Linked DNA regions of Mus musculus: region 1 is linked to region 2. A link is a contact called in public HiChIP or PLAC-seq data. All regions are on one chromosome and are shown on one strand. Each heading gives the region's core, a stretch centred on a gene start, on an enhancer-like site or on the middle of the called end of the contact. The rest is flanking DNA. Distances are from core to core; before and after follow the strand shown.

Region 1 (6,818 bases), core at 3,916-6,415, 1.4 Mb before region 2:
CTATAGATATCATAAGCAGCTGGTGCATTATTTATCGTTCTCATAAGTTAGTGCTTGATGGTTCAAAGTGAAGGAGTGGCCAGTGTAAAACATGGCAGGATCCTATAACCATGCCTGCACGATAGTGAGACCTTGCCAGTCTTTGTCTTGGCCTAGGGTCCTTTTATGAGTTGGTCCTGTTTGAGATGGTGCAGCTGTTTACAGCTAATAGGATAGTCTGCAGAATTGGGCTAATGTCTATCTGATGGACTGGGAGTCTAGAATGTACTCTTTGGGGTTTGCATACAGGAATCACACTGGTGTCATAATATAGAGAAACTATATTATGAAGTTTTCTAAGTAGAAACTATGAATGGTTGTCTTAGTTAGGGTATTACTGCTGTGAACAGACGCCATGATCAAGACAACTTTTATAAGGACAGCATTCAATCAGGGCTGGCCTACGGGTTTAGAGGTTCAGTCCATTATCATCAAGGCAGGAGCATGACAGTGTCCAGGCAGGCATGGATCAGGAGGAGCTGAGAGTTCTACATCTTCATCTGAAGGCCACTATCAGACTGGTTCCCATGTCACTAGAAGGAGGGTCTTAAAGCCCATCCCCACACTGGCATACTTCCTCCAACAAGGTCACACTTCTAACAGTGCCATTCCCTAGACCAAGCATATTCAGACCACCACAAAAAGAGAAAAGCTTGCCCATAGAACCCCCCCCCCCCACCTCCACCCCCGCCCTCACATTTCAAAGAACCTTTTAGGGTATTAATGCCATTGATCACAAAATGGACAAGGCTCACTGGACAAATCAAAATCTCTAAGAAAAGACACTACTTTCAAGGACAGCTTTCAACTCCCGTAGCTTATGTGCATATGACAAAGATTCCTTGGCTCCCAGAATTCCCTGGAGCTTTGGAACTTTGTTCTGATATGACTCTAGGTCACACCTGCCCAAGCCATCTCTTCCTACAGTGGAACTTCCACCCCTTTTTCTTCTCTGGGCAGGGCTACCAAGCAGCCTCCCAACTCCTCTCACACCCAGAATGGTCCCTGGATGATTCTCCACATTCCAGCCCTGGGCTGACCCTTCCTCGGTCAGGACATTTCAGCAACTGTCTTCTGAGTTGAGATAAACCTTAAGAATTCAGAACTGAGGCCCAGCGGTGGTGGCGCACACCTTTAATCCCAGCATTTGGGAGGCAGAGGCAGGCGGATTTCTGAGTTCGAGGCCAGCCTGCTCTACACAGTGAGTTCCAGGACAGCCAGGGCTACAGAGAAACCCTGTCTCGAGGGGGGGGGGGAAGAAAGAAAGAAAGAAAGAAAGAAAGAAAGAAAGAAAGAAAGAAAGAAAGAAAGAAAGAAAGAAAGAAAGGAAGGAAGGAAGAAAGGAAGAAAGGAAGAAAGAAAGAGAAAAGAAAGAAAGAAAAAAATAATTCAGAACCGGGCCACCTGCATACCCACCAGCTCAGCTTGTCTTATTTAGCTTGGCCTCTAGGGAGGACCGCTGCAGACACCCAGGATCACAAATGTCTCCTTCCAAACTCAGGGCTTCTCCCAGGAACTGTAGCAACTCTCAACCATGGAGGCTTCTCTTGAGCCCCAAGTGAGTTTCATTTTCATTCATCTTGTGACATGTCACATATATTCTCCCATGTTCTTTTATTTCTTTCCTCTTCTTTCAAACCTCTTCTTCCCCCCTCTCACAATCTCCTTTCTAGTTTCACTACTTGTACTCACATTTACATGAAATGCACATACATAAAAATAAGGTATTTCAATCCCAGCACCTAGGAGGCAGAGGCAGGTGAATCTCTGTGAGTCTGAGGCCAGTCTGGTCTACACTTTGAGTTTTAGGACAGCTAAGGCTACACTTTGAGACTTTTCTCAAATAAGTACATTAAAATAAAATCTAGGATTTGCATTTGCAAAGGAACATGCTACATACATTTGCCATCCTAAGTCAGGATTGCCTCACTATGATAATTTCCATATTCACCAATTTCCCCATATTTTTCCCATCTATTTTTTCCCAATTTCTCTATGGCTAAATAAAATCCCATTGTATATACAGACAACAATTTCATATCTGCCCATCTGTTGATGTATGTCTAGGTTGGCTCCTTGTCTTTGCTAATGTAAAAAGTGCTTCAACTTCCTGAAGCCCAGATGAATTCCTTACCGAGGGCTTGCCAACTCAGTGACCTCCTCAATTTAGATCGGATTCCGCAGGACCTTGTGTGAATCCCCCATTGCAGCAGGAATCACACCATATTGTCTGATTTGTGACATTCTGGGCAAGACCAGGAACTCCTTGAGGGTCAGAGGTTGTATTTGTTCTCTTTTCTATTTACAACAAGTAGACAGTCCTGTGTCTAGAGAGAAGGAATCACTTGGGGCAGAACATAGCAACTATGTGGTCGGTCTAACCTAGGCAGAGTAACTTAACGTCAATGTCAACTTCCCTGTCAGCAGAATGGTCCACCTGTGCTACTAGGGCTCTTCTTTGTAGTCCAGTTTGGACAATGATGTACTCCTTCTACAGTGAGAAACTAAGGCTTTGCCTAGTCAGTCTGTCAAGTGATGAAAGAGATTTCAGGGGAGTAGTCAACAGTGCCAACCACTACTTCTGCAGACATTCTTTGGATAAATATTTTTGATTGAAAGAATGAATTTATGATACTTTGTTCACAGATTTTCTTCTTGTTTTGGGTAATCTTTTGCCCATTATTTTCTTTAGTTAGCATACTAATAATGGGCTCCATTATGATATTTTGATTCACAGATATTATTTGGCTCTGCTCATCTTCACCCCCAATCACCATCCACTGTCCTTCCTCCACACCTTCTGGTTACTCTTCCTTTTTTCCTTCTTTTATGACATATATAAATGAATCTATGTGTAGAGAGAAATTTATACTCTTCCTGGATTTAAATGATATGATCAAGAGAATATGAAACTCTTCTAGTTAACATAAACAAATACAACTTTCCTTTCATCAAGTAAGGCAAGACAGGGGCTGGAGAGATGGCTCAGTGGTTAAGAGCACTTGCTGCTCTTGCAGAGGACCTGAGTTTAGTGCTTAGTTCCCACAATGAGCAGCTCACAGCTGCCTGTAGCTTTAATTCTGGAGACCTGCACATCCTTATGGCTTTATGGTGCCCATGCACTCACACGGGGGCACACACATGCACATAAACAGAAAACAAAAATGTCTTAAAAATGATGAGACATCACTGACACTGGGTCTTGTGAATGCCCTTGAGAGTCCCTTGCCTTTCAGAGAGGAAAGACCTTCAGTAGCTGTTCCCACACCGTTCCTAACTCGATTCTTCCTTCAGCGGACAAAAACGGAAGCGAGGCCTGGAAAATTCCATTAATTACCCAGGAGAAGCAAAGCCGGTGGACACGGGTTGATGGCATTTCGATTGAGGTCAAGAGAAACCACCTAAAGACAGTTTGGCTCCCTATATTTTTGACCTCTCTCTTTTTAAATTTTTATTTCTTGGGTTCATTTATTTTATGTATTTGTTCATGGTTTGCATATGGTGGTCAGAAGACAACTTTATAGGTCTGGTTCTCATCTCCCGCCTTTACTTGCGTCATCAAACTCAGGTCCCTGCTTGTATCGCTAGCATTTCCACCCAGCGAGCCATCTCGATGGCCTCTGATTTTCCTTTAATGAACGAATCCATTGCTTGGATTGAGAGAACAGTGAGAGACGACACTGCGTTCTACCCCAGTCTCATTCTCGGCTTAGTTGCAATACCTCTTTCTATTTTGTATCTTACGTGTGTGAGAGTGTTTGCCTGCATCTATGCATATGCAGCTCCTCTGTGCCTGGTGCCCACAGAAAGCAGAGAAGGTCTTCAGAGTTCCTGACTGGAGTTCTAGGTGATTTTGGACCTGTGGATGCTGGGAACCAAACCCAGGTCCCCTGCAAGAGGTGCCAGTGCACATACCTGCTGAGCCATCTTTCTAGCCTTACAATGTCTCATTTTAAGTGCTGTGCATCTTGCTAATGGATTACTATAATGAATTGTCAGTATTAAACACAGGGTGCTTACTGTTTGCAGTTCACAAACTTCGGAAGAGCATGTTGATGTGTTTCTTCTGCTGACAGGGGCCAGCGATTTGGGACCCTTATAATGCCCTCATGTTAGCTTCTGTACAGCTCTTTATTTTTATCTTTAATTTTGCTTATTAAAGCTACATCTATATACATGTAGCTTTCAGGTTGAAAATTTGAGGAAAATAACTTCTACTTCATAAAGCCAAATTTCTAATTCTCTTAGGGCATAAGTTACTTGGTTGCATTGTTGGGGTTTGAAAAAGCTTTTGTATATAAAATTATACCTTAATTTAGTGAATCAAGCCCATACCTATTTTAGTAAAATGACTGAAACATAATTAATGTCCTGGGTTGTTGGCTGGATTCTCCTTGGCAGGCTAAATTTAGATGTATGGAACTGCTTTATATGAAATACCATTTTATTTCCTAAATTTCATTTCTTTTTTTAAAAAAAAGCCTGCCTGTCTTTTTGACACTTACCCCTTCCCATCTCCAAGTGGCCCCACTATTAATTTTTTTGTTTTAAATTTAACAATCTTGTGTTTGTATATTTTTGATGTAAAAATAGAATTTTGCTCTATTTATATTACTAGGTAACCTGGTTATTTTAACTTAATGCCTGTTATAGAAATCTTGACTGTGTAAGATGTATAATTTTCACTTTTTAAATAATTCATAGCAGTAGGCCTGCGGTGGTGGGGCCTGTAATCAGAGTTACTGGGGAGGCTGAGACAAGGCTCTCAATTCAAGGCCTGTCTGCATTTAGTGTAGGGCCAGTCTGGGCAATTTAAAAGGGGACCTGGTATAATGTTTGTGTAGAATGCAAAATACCATAAACTCAATGCTCAATATTACCTATATAAGAACTCACAACAAAGAAGCAGACTCCCATAATTTACAGCCTCCGTACTTGGGTTTTCAGATCATAACTCCCAAGAGTTCACCTGCTGAAATGCAGACTCTGAGAGCTGGTATTTGGAGGAAAGTCCAGATTTCAACAGAACGCTTGCTTTATGGGCTAGGTGGTGGCCTCTGACTGTGGCAAGAAGCTCACTAGTCAGTCCAAGGCAATGCAGGGCTGTCCAATGCACACAAGACTATCAATCAATTGCCATTCTATCATGGCCACAACTGCGTATACAGTGATTAACATAATCTTTGTGTTCAAAGTACAGAGAACTAGATTCATTTTATTGCCCGAGTATGAAATCTTGCCTGCAGAGATGAGGCCTCCCTCCGGTAGTTAGATTTTTGCACACTCTGCCTGTCTAACCCAGCCATTTCTGCCTGCCTAACCCAGCCATTGTAATGATTTAGGAATCTCAGAGCAGGGCTGGATTGCTTTTGCTTCACTACTGTGTTAGCTTTTTAATTGTGGTCTAATGTACAATTTTGTATGTGAAATAGCATACATATTTTTTTGTGAGCTGTATAATATACATAACACAAACATTTCCCTGCTTAGCCATATTAAGTCTCCAGCTAAGCCCCTCCCCCAAGTTCATTTGAAATTTTAAGCCACCGTGGCTCTAGTCTTCTGAGCATTAGCTCTGTTTATTCAAGGTGGACTACAGGGAGGGTCCTTTGCTTCTAGCTTCTTTGTTTGGTAGTGACTGATAAGATCATGTAGCTAAACAGACGCACTTGGGAGCTTGGGATATTAGAAATACCATTCTACATAGAGTCCTTTCCCGCATTGTCTGGAATGACTGTTTAGCACGGTTGAGGTTTTCAGTTATTGGAAGAAAGCTGCTGGGATTAAGTGTGTGGATCAATACCAAACATGAGCTCTTGCAGAACAACTCGGCCTTTTGTAGTGGGCCCTTCGCTCCTCTCTTAAAGTCCCAGTGCTCTAAGGCAGTGGGTGTTGGTGCGACTTCATAGTTTATCAGATAATTGCAACTCTGGGTACAAACAGCTAGCACTGTGGAATTGTGTTTATTCCGAGGACACCAGTCGTGCTGTTTCTGCCTCTGCACGGCTTGCAATGAGGCAATCTAGACAGAGTCCAAGCACTTGTTACAGAAGGACACCCCACAACTGAGCAGTTGAGGCTCCACAACACCACACTGTCTTAGTTAGGGTCTTACTGCTGTGAACAGACACCATGGCCAAGGAACTCCCATAAAGGATAGCAGTTAATTGGGGCTGCCTTACAGGTTCAGAAATTCAGACTGTTATCATCAAGGCCAGAGCATGGCAGCATCCAGGCAGGCATGGTGCAGGAGGAGCTGAGAGTTCCACCTCTCGTACTGAAGGCAGCTAGGAGAAGCCTGTATCCAGGCAGCTAGGATGAGGGTCTTAAAGCCCATGCTCACAGTGACGCACTTCCTCCATAACAAGACTATACCTACTCCAACAAAGCCACACCTCCTAATAGTGTCACTCTCTGGGCCAAGCATTTATAAACCACCACAACCACTACACACACATCTCTCTCCTTTACGGAGCACAGGTAGGGGTGACATGAACCACCAGGCCTGAGTCACGACTTTGAAGGTCATGTGCATGGCCAAATGAACCAGGAGAGAAACCCAGCAACGTGATCATGGCTTCCCATTTGTGGTTTTCATTTGAGCTCTCTACAATGAGGCATTCATTATTGCTATGCCTCAGCTCCCAGTGAGCACTCATGTCCAAATAACGAATAATAGAAAGTTACTGCTCTGTTTCCATCCCACACTCTCACCCCTGTTTGTGTGAGAAGAGCTTGCTTGCAGCCTGGTGTGCTGTGGTTAGTCTGTGGGGATTACA
Region 2 (7,421 bases), core at 3,702-6,201:
TGTATGTGCATGTGTTGTGCATGTGTGTGCATCGGGTGAATTAGGTCTACACCGGGTATCTTCCTCAACCCCTCCACACCTTATTTCTAAGTCAGAGACTTATTGAGTTTGAGTGGAGCTCTTGCATTTGGCTACCTTGGCTGGCCTGAGAGTCCCTGCTAGCCCCAGTAGAAGCCAAAGCATTTCTTACAGTTTTTCTCCTTCCAGGAGATTCCTATTCGTGTGTGCTACTCTAGATGGTGAACTCAGGCCTGGGTCTCAACACTGCTTGGTCACCTCTGCCCCAGTACTGATAGCAAGACTCTTCCCTGTTCTCTCTCCAAGGCCTCTCTGGGTGACTCAGAGGTTCCAGCCACCCTGGGCTAGCCCGATCCTTCCAGAAGGCTATTATTCAGGTTGGATCTCCCTGTTATCTGTCTGAATGTCTAAGTGATGTCCCCTATACTCCTCTCCAGACCCTGCTGTTTGCACTGGGGCATTCTCTCGTCCATCAGTCCCCCCAGAACTGTCGCTGCTGGGTGCTGGACGAGGTATTAGAATTATAAACAGAAGTCGGGCAGTGGTGGCGCACGTCTTTAATCCCAGCATTTGGGAAGCAGAGGCAGGCGGATTTCTGAGTTCAAGGCCAGCCTGGTCTACAGAGTGAGTTCCAGGACAGCCAGGGCTACACAGAGAAACCATGTCTTGAAAAAACAAAAAACAAAAAACAAAAAACAAAAAACCAAAAAACAAAAAACCAAAAACCAAAACAAAACAAAAGACAGGAAAGAAGGGACACGAGGCAGAAAAGAGAAAAGAACTGGAATGTGGAATGTATTTAATAAATTCTGTTGCAGTCGATCCATCAGTCCCTTACAGTACCCCCCAGATCTTATCCCAGAACACGAGGGACCCTGTGACTTGATCAAAAGTATTTTTGAAATCAGGACTTTGCTGAGTCAGTCAAGCCAAGCTGGAACTCTGCTTGCTTAAACATAGGAGCAACAACAACAACAAAAAAGAGCAGCCCACCAGGAACAAAGGCAACACAGACACATTCGCCCCACCAAGGAGTAAGAGGTCTCTACAGGTCCAGGATGCCTACCCCCTGCTACTGCGTCTGCCACACAGCAAGTTCACTGGGTGGTTTTTAATCTTGGTAGCACAGCCCAATCAGCTAAGAGAGTCTTTTAAAAACGAAATGACTAGGTCCCATCTCAGACCAAATACATTATAATCCCCGGGTTAGGACCTGGGGATCTGTGTTATTAAAGTCTTATGTGGAAACTGAAAGGGGAACTTGTATGAAACTGTTCAAAAATGCTCTCCTGGCACCCAAAGAGCCTGCAGCTCTGAGTTCTTCAAGGAGAAGGAAATAGAGACACGGGACACAGCCTGCAGGCAAGAGCCGACTATGAAACCTGAATGGCAAGTCTACCTGGGACTCAGTCCCTCAACTCCTTTCTTGAAAATTATGTTACAGAAACATCATACACTTTTGAGCCTCACAGGCTCGAAAGCAAATCCAGATAGATCACGAGAAATGTCCTCACAGCTGTTGATTCACAAACAGCAAAGAAGGCAGCAGGGAACTGTGTCTTAGGGTTGCTATCACTGTGATGAAACACCATGACCAAAGAAACTCGGGGAGGAAAGGATGTCTTTGGCTTACACTTCAATATCACTGTTCATCGAAGAAGGAAGTCAGGACAGGAACACAAGCAGGCTGGAACCTGCAGAGGCCATGGAGGGGTGCTGCTTACTGGCTTGCTCATCATGGCTTGCGCAAGTTGCTTTCAGATAAGCACCTAGGGCTACCAAACCAGGGCTAGCATAGCCCGCTAAGGGCTGCCCACTCCCATCAATAATTCATTAAGAATATGCCTTAAAGCTAGATCTTATAGAGGCAATTTCTTTTTCAATTGAGATTCCCTCTTTTCAGACAACTCTAGCATCTGTCAAGTTGACATAAAACTAGCTAGGACACAAAACCTCCAAGATATGCCATATCACATCGCTCCAACATGACCTCCATGCAAGGACACAGGTATGAAGGAGTAAGACACAGAAAAGAAACAAGCAAGCAGAATAGAAATGACAGCAACCCCATACTGAGTATTGTTCTGCTCTTAAGGAAGTTATTAAGTTTTGCACCTGCAGTCCTGCTTCTTGGGAAGCTGAGGCAGGAGGATCGCTGCAGCTCAGAAACTCAAGACCAGCCCAGGCAAAAATGCAAGACCCAGTTTCAAAACACAAAACCAAGCAAGAAACTGTTTATTCCTTACAGGAAAGTGGAAGCAATTCCCAAAAGCAGAACTTTTGAAACCACCCATTCGGAACTTCTAGACTAAACATACGCTTTCTGTAAAGCCTGGGGTAGAGAGAGTGGTAGGAGTCGGAGAAGCATGGCCTTCAAAAGCAAAGAAAGGCTAGACTAAAACAGAATAGATTAGGGATTTTCAGAATTGGGAGACGAATGCTACCCATGCCCAGGACACAGAGACAGTACAGAAGATCAGAGAAGTGACGGAGATTTTTCTGGAAACAAATATTTAAACTAGAAACCTCAGAGGGTGGAACTGAAGATGAAAGAGGGTCCGGTGCCTCTGAGTATCAAAGTCAATAAGAACGTTTGATCCATAAATTCTGGCTCCTATCTATTGGGTCAAAGGAAATCTAGAAAGCTCTACGAGTCAGGCACAGGGCTGAGTTGGCCATGTAGGAGCCAGGGATGGGTTTTCTGTGCCATCTCTGGAGATGTACATATCTTTAAACGTCCTGAACCCATGAGTGGCTTGCTAGATGGTTTGGCCTTGAAGCTTAGTCTTTCTACTTCGTTCAAGAGCAGACTTCTTTTCAGGTCCCACAGGTGGTGCAGTGAGCATCCCTCTCTTTGGAATGTGTACCACATCTCATCTGATCCCTGATATCGTGTAAGCTCAGAGTTTGACCGACATTTCGAGAGGATCCCATTCTCCTTGTTGGCTTTGCAACTCTGAAGGCTCATCTGCAACTTCAGCACCGGAGGCCTCAAACGTCACGCCCACCCTTGCTCTGGTGGTCACCGACATCTTTTCTGTGCTAGTCATTGCCAGTTTCCTCTGAGAATGGATCATATAAAGTAGACTTGGGCTTTACAGAGGTTTCATCTTAAGAGAACAGCTCGCCTCGTGATTAATTTACCTCGGCTAACAACTGTATTCCATGTGAAGTTAGTTTTCGCTTCCTCCCCTCACCCCTTTAAGTACTAAGAACCCAAGGGACATCTAACAAAAGGCATGATTGGATTTAGGAAGTGCCTATGGTCATCTAACTCTTTATCTGCACGCTGGAGTACAATAGGTGTTACTGTTGTTCACTTCCACTGACCCAAGAGCCAGGACTCTGATTTTCCATATGTATTAAGAAATACTGAGAAGTGTAAGAAAAATGTCCTTTCTCTTTTTACTCTGGCTAATGGCATTCTGGATAAACCACCCAAAAGTGTCCCAGAGAAGAACTGTGACTGTATTGGGAACCCCAATTTAGCACAGAATCCAGTGCAGATTTAGAGATGAGGCAGTCGACCCAAGCTGTAAGGCAGTGAGCTGCAGGCTGTAAATGTAGGGATGGGCTGAGGTTGGCCCTGGACTGCAGCTCAGGTGAGGGGATTCTCAACAGCTGTGCAGCAGACAGAAACAACCCTGACTCGGAGGCAGGGTGTCATGCTAGGATAAGGCTGGTGGTTGGGGCTGAATTTAGACAGAGTATGGGGGGAGGTCACAGCAGGGAGGCAAGAGATGAAGCTCAAGAGGCAGGGGAGAGGCCATATGGTGACAGTGGGTGGTTAATTTAGCAGGATGAGTCTAACTGCGGCATGACACTAGATCACCTGGCTGATAGATAATTCAGGCAGCTAATGGCTATTTCTAATGAAAACAGAAAAGGCAGACGTGGGGTGGGGGAGAGTTTAATGAAGAAAGAAATAAAACTTTAGAAAAACAAGTTGGATCAATGGCATAAAAGAACAAAAAACCAGGAAAGCATAGTTCAACCAGAGTGGTAAGGAAAGAAAGATGGCATGAATGGCTAGAGAGCAGGGATGCTGCGAAGGAAGAACTCCTTCATCTGGACCTGAGACAGACCCGTTTTTATAAGTAAAGTTCTACCTTTTATCAAAAGGGTCTAAGACATTTCCTGGGTGATTCCTTGCAACCAGCATCATGGTTATTATACGTGCATGTGTGTGCATGTTCACGGATGGATGCACGCATGCGTGTTGTCATAGCACATCTGTAGAGGTCAAGGGCAACTTACTGGTTCTCTCCTTCCATCATGTGAGTTTCAAGGATGGGACTCCCAGTCATCAGGCAGGAGGGGCAGCATGCATTTCATCCACTGAGCTACCTCTGTGGCCCAGAATGTCCTTTTTTTTTTTCTTTTTGTAAATTAAAAATGATCTATTCAATTTTCAATGTGTCCTTTCACATCTTTATGATTGCAGAGAATTGCCTAAGGTTCTGGCAGGAAATTATGGAACCATGGGGAAAAAATAATTTCAGGAAATACCTTCAGGAATAAGAAAAGCTGGCCTGTCTATAAATCGCCACTGATCTAAAGGCGATATTACCACTAGAGATTGAAGAGGTACAAGAATTTACGGCCCCCTGAGTCAGCAGATCAGACTGCACAGATAACTTCTGGAATGAAGGATTGAAACTTCAAATGAATGACTTTTTTTTTTTTTTAATGTGCACACAAACTAAAATCACGATGCTGATAATTCGGTGGCACGCCTCTGCCACTGTTTCTGAGTTAACACTTGGAGATAAATGCTTACCTAGACAAGAATGTTATCGTCCACTAAGCTCCACACTGCTCCCATTGTCTGTGCCTCCCCCCCCCCCCCCCGCAAGAGTGGGAACCAGTTAACCCGAGAGAGAAAGCAATCGCTCCTGACCCAGCCTTGACAAAACAAAGACCAAGTGGAAGGGCTCTGCGCTATTTATTATTAAACGCTTATTGTGAGCACTGACTGTCATCCCCTCATATAAAGGGGGTGGGGGAATGCAATGAACCCAGCTGGTGTGCGGTGCTTTATGCTGAAGTAGCTACCTGACGGGCTCCAACAGAACCAAAGTTCATGACCTTAACTAAACTTCTAGGAAGGAGATTTTTTTCCTGCTCATTAATTTTGCGATGCGTTGATTACTTGCTTGTCTGGGGAATGTCTATTATTATATTGGAAAAAAAGCGGGTTGGAAAAAAAAATCCCTTACAAGTGTGTAAATAAGCTGTGTCTATCTTCCTTGGGAGCCCACAGTGTGTCTAGCTCATCCACACCTTCCTGAAGAGCAGAGCTAACAAATACTTCAACTCAGGCCTATGCTGCCGAGGTTTTGCTGTTTGCCTTCCATTACTGTTAGGACTCACGGTGAAGACTCAAACTTTATTCATTAACAATAACTTCTGAAAGAGTTGAGTTACTCGATGTCTGCCGTGGAGTAGCAGTGACATCATATAGCGTCTGAGAACTTACTAATAAGTACCCTTAACGATCAAACTGAATCATGCCAGAACTTCCTTTCTCTGTGCCAGAAGTAGCCTCAAATATGTCCATCAATTCCCTATGTGCAAATGAAGGAAAAAAAAAAAAGAAGAAGAAGAAGAACCAGCCCTTTAACACTGCTTACTGTGAATAGCACTGTTGGCAGTGTTTAAACCAACAATCCAGTCTTAGAATTTGAAAGGTATAGAAAGCCCTGTCTGATAACACCTGTCTGTCCAAGATGGGTTAAGATAAAAGGTCACCACTGTAAAAGAGCACACATTAGTAAAGGGAATATTAAAAACTGCTGGAGGTACACGGAGGTAGCTCTTACAGGGTGGGCAGTGTCAGGGTGTGGTTCATATGTCTCCTCCGTTAGCCATGCTTTAACTACAAACCATCATCGCAGCTACCAAAGAAGTAACTTTCACAAACAGCTCCTGCTCAAACATCCCAAGGAGAGACCTGGTGCTGGAAGGACAGCCGAGAAAGAGCAGGAGGTGGCTGTCTTGAAAGACAACGGTGGACTCCATCACCGGCCTTTTTCTATGCATCCTTGAGTGCGTTTTTGTAACCCTGGAGTTTGGGGCAGAGGGTATGGAAGGCTTTCAGGTCTCTAGCACCCAAACTGCAGACTGGGGGAGCATTTTTCAGTCTGTGTGGGTAGACACTGGAGAGCAGTGAGCGGGTATGGGTTTGCCCAAGACCCTCAGCTGTGAGACAGTAGGCCAGGGTGCATTCTAGCTTCCTGGGCTTACCCCAGTGGGATACAGCACCATGGTGGCATTTGTGGACACCCTGAAAGTGAGGAGATGGGGGAACAATTTGAGTTCGTAAGGTGGTCCTACACAGGGAATAAGGATAGGTGGGGTCATAACATAGAAGAAGTATGCTTCCTTGTGTACCCAGAAAGTCAACCCGAGAGCATCCAATAATACCACAAGGAAGTGGAGGGAAAATCCAAGTAGAGAAGGCAACTGTTCTGAAGCTAGTCTTTCCACTGAGGATGAAAGATTGGCCCCCACGAAGGTTAAGGAACAAAGTCAAGGCTAACCAAAGTAACACATTTGAGCAGCCGAACCTAATGCAATTTAACTCCAAATACAGAGTTCGATTTTTTTTTTAACAGTGTAGAGACAATATGGTTTGGGAAAGGGCCTTCCCCACATAACACTGTGAATCATCACTATCATCATCATCCTATACAATGTTTATCACAGCCTAGCTGTATTTCATGCACTTTGGAAATCTTTTTCTACATTAACCCAGTTAACCATGAACATCGCTTCCTGGAAGACATGATTACTACTCGTATTTTACTAATATTGAAACTCAACCACAGAGAACATCAGTAATTTACCACGGATAGTGGCCTATAACGCTACAGAGCTAGGTACCCGGAGGTGGAAGGTATTGCTTGCATTGCTTCCCAGAGAATTTGCTCTAAGTGATAAAGAGCATCATCCACTGGGCTTCATGAACAACCTGGAGCTTCGAGCATCGTTACAATGAAGTATGTAGCTACATGCACACTTCATCTTCCAAGCTTAGGAAATAGCACACTTCTAAGAGCTACATAGGACACTCTGTCCACTTCACACCTTTCTGGCCTTAGTGTGCTCACTACACATACAGAGTAACTACAAAGGCAGACCTCATGCATATTGTCTAGGAAACAGGCAAAAGCAAGGTGGGAGCGCAGGCTTTGTGGGGAGAGGGCAGAGGTGTCTTAATATGGAGACCCTACTTTCTAACTGCTCCAGTAACACCTTACTGCCCTGTACTTAGAAAAGCGGGCTACAGAAAAGGAACTCCATTTGACTAATTACCTGCTAGAACTTAACATGCCACTTACCAAATTGAGCATTCTGCTCTTAGATGTTTTCCAATTGAAATAATCAGCTGTGAAGTTAGC

What was found. HiChIP or PLAC-seq counts read pairs in DNA pulled down with a chosen protein or histone mark.
Region 1: a contact with region 2 is called in an H3K27ac HiChIP or PLAC-seq map of extraembryonic endoderm stem cells, with 5 times the contacts expected there. The contact joins two enhancer-like sites. A contact is called at or near these places in 2 of 39 promoter capture datasets (embryonic stem cells and hippocampal neurons) and 3 of 115 datasets of contacts at active chromatin or transcription factors (astrocytes, extraembryonic endoderm stem cells and forebrain).

Annotation. Positions count from the first base shown.
Region 1 is chr17:69,060,883-69,067,700 of GRCm38.p6, reverse strand. No RefSeq gene overlaps it. Among named protein-coding and RNA genes, the nearest start is that of Gm36437, 77 kb to the right of the region's middle. Within about 2 kb of position 5,165, at least 10 of the 459 cell types and tissues checked have an H3K27ac peak or open chromatin away from gene starts, as enhancers often do. A contact at or near this core is called in extraembryonic endoderm stem cells, where this site is marked.
Region 2 is chr17:67,699,486-67,706,906 of GRCm38.p6, reverse strand. The region is part of intron 1 of Lama1 (laminin, alpha 1); the gene reads right to left. Among named protein-coding and RNA genes, the nearest start is that of Lama1, 5.9 kb to the right of the region's middle. Within about 2 kb of position 4,951, at least 7 of the 459 cell types and tissues checked have an H3K27ac peak or open chromatin away from gene starts, as enhancers often do. A contact at or near this core is called in extraembryonic endoderm stem cells, where this site is marked.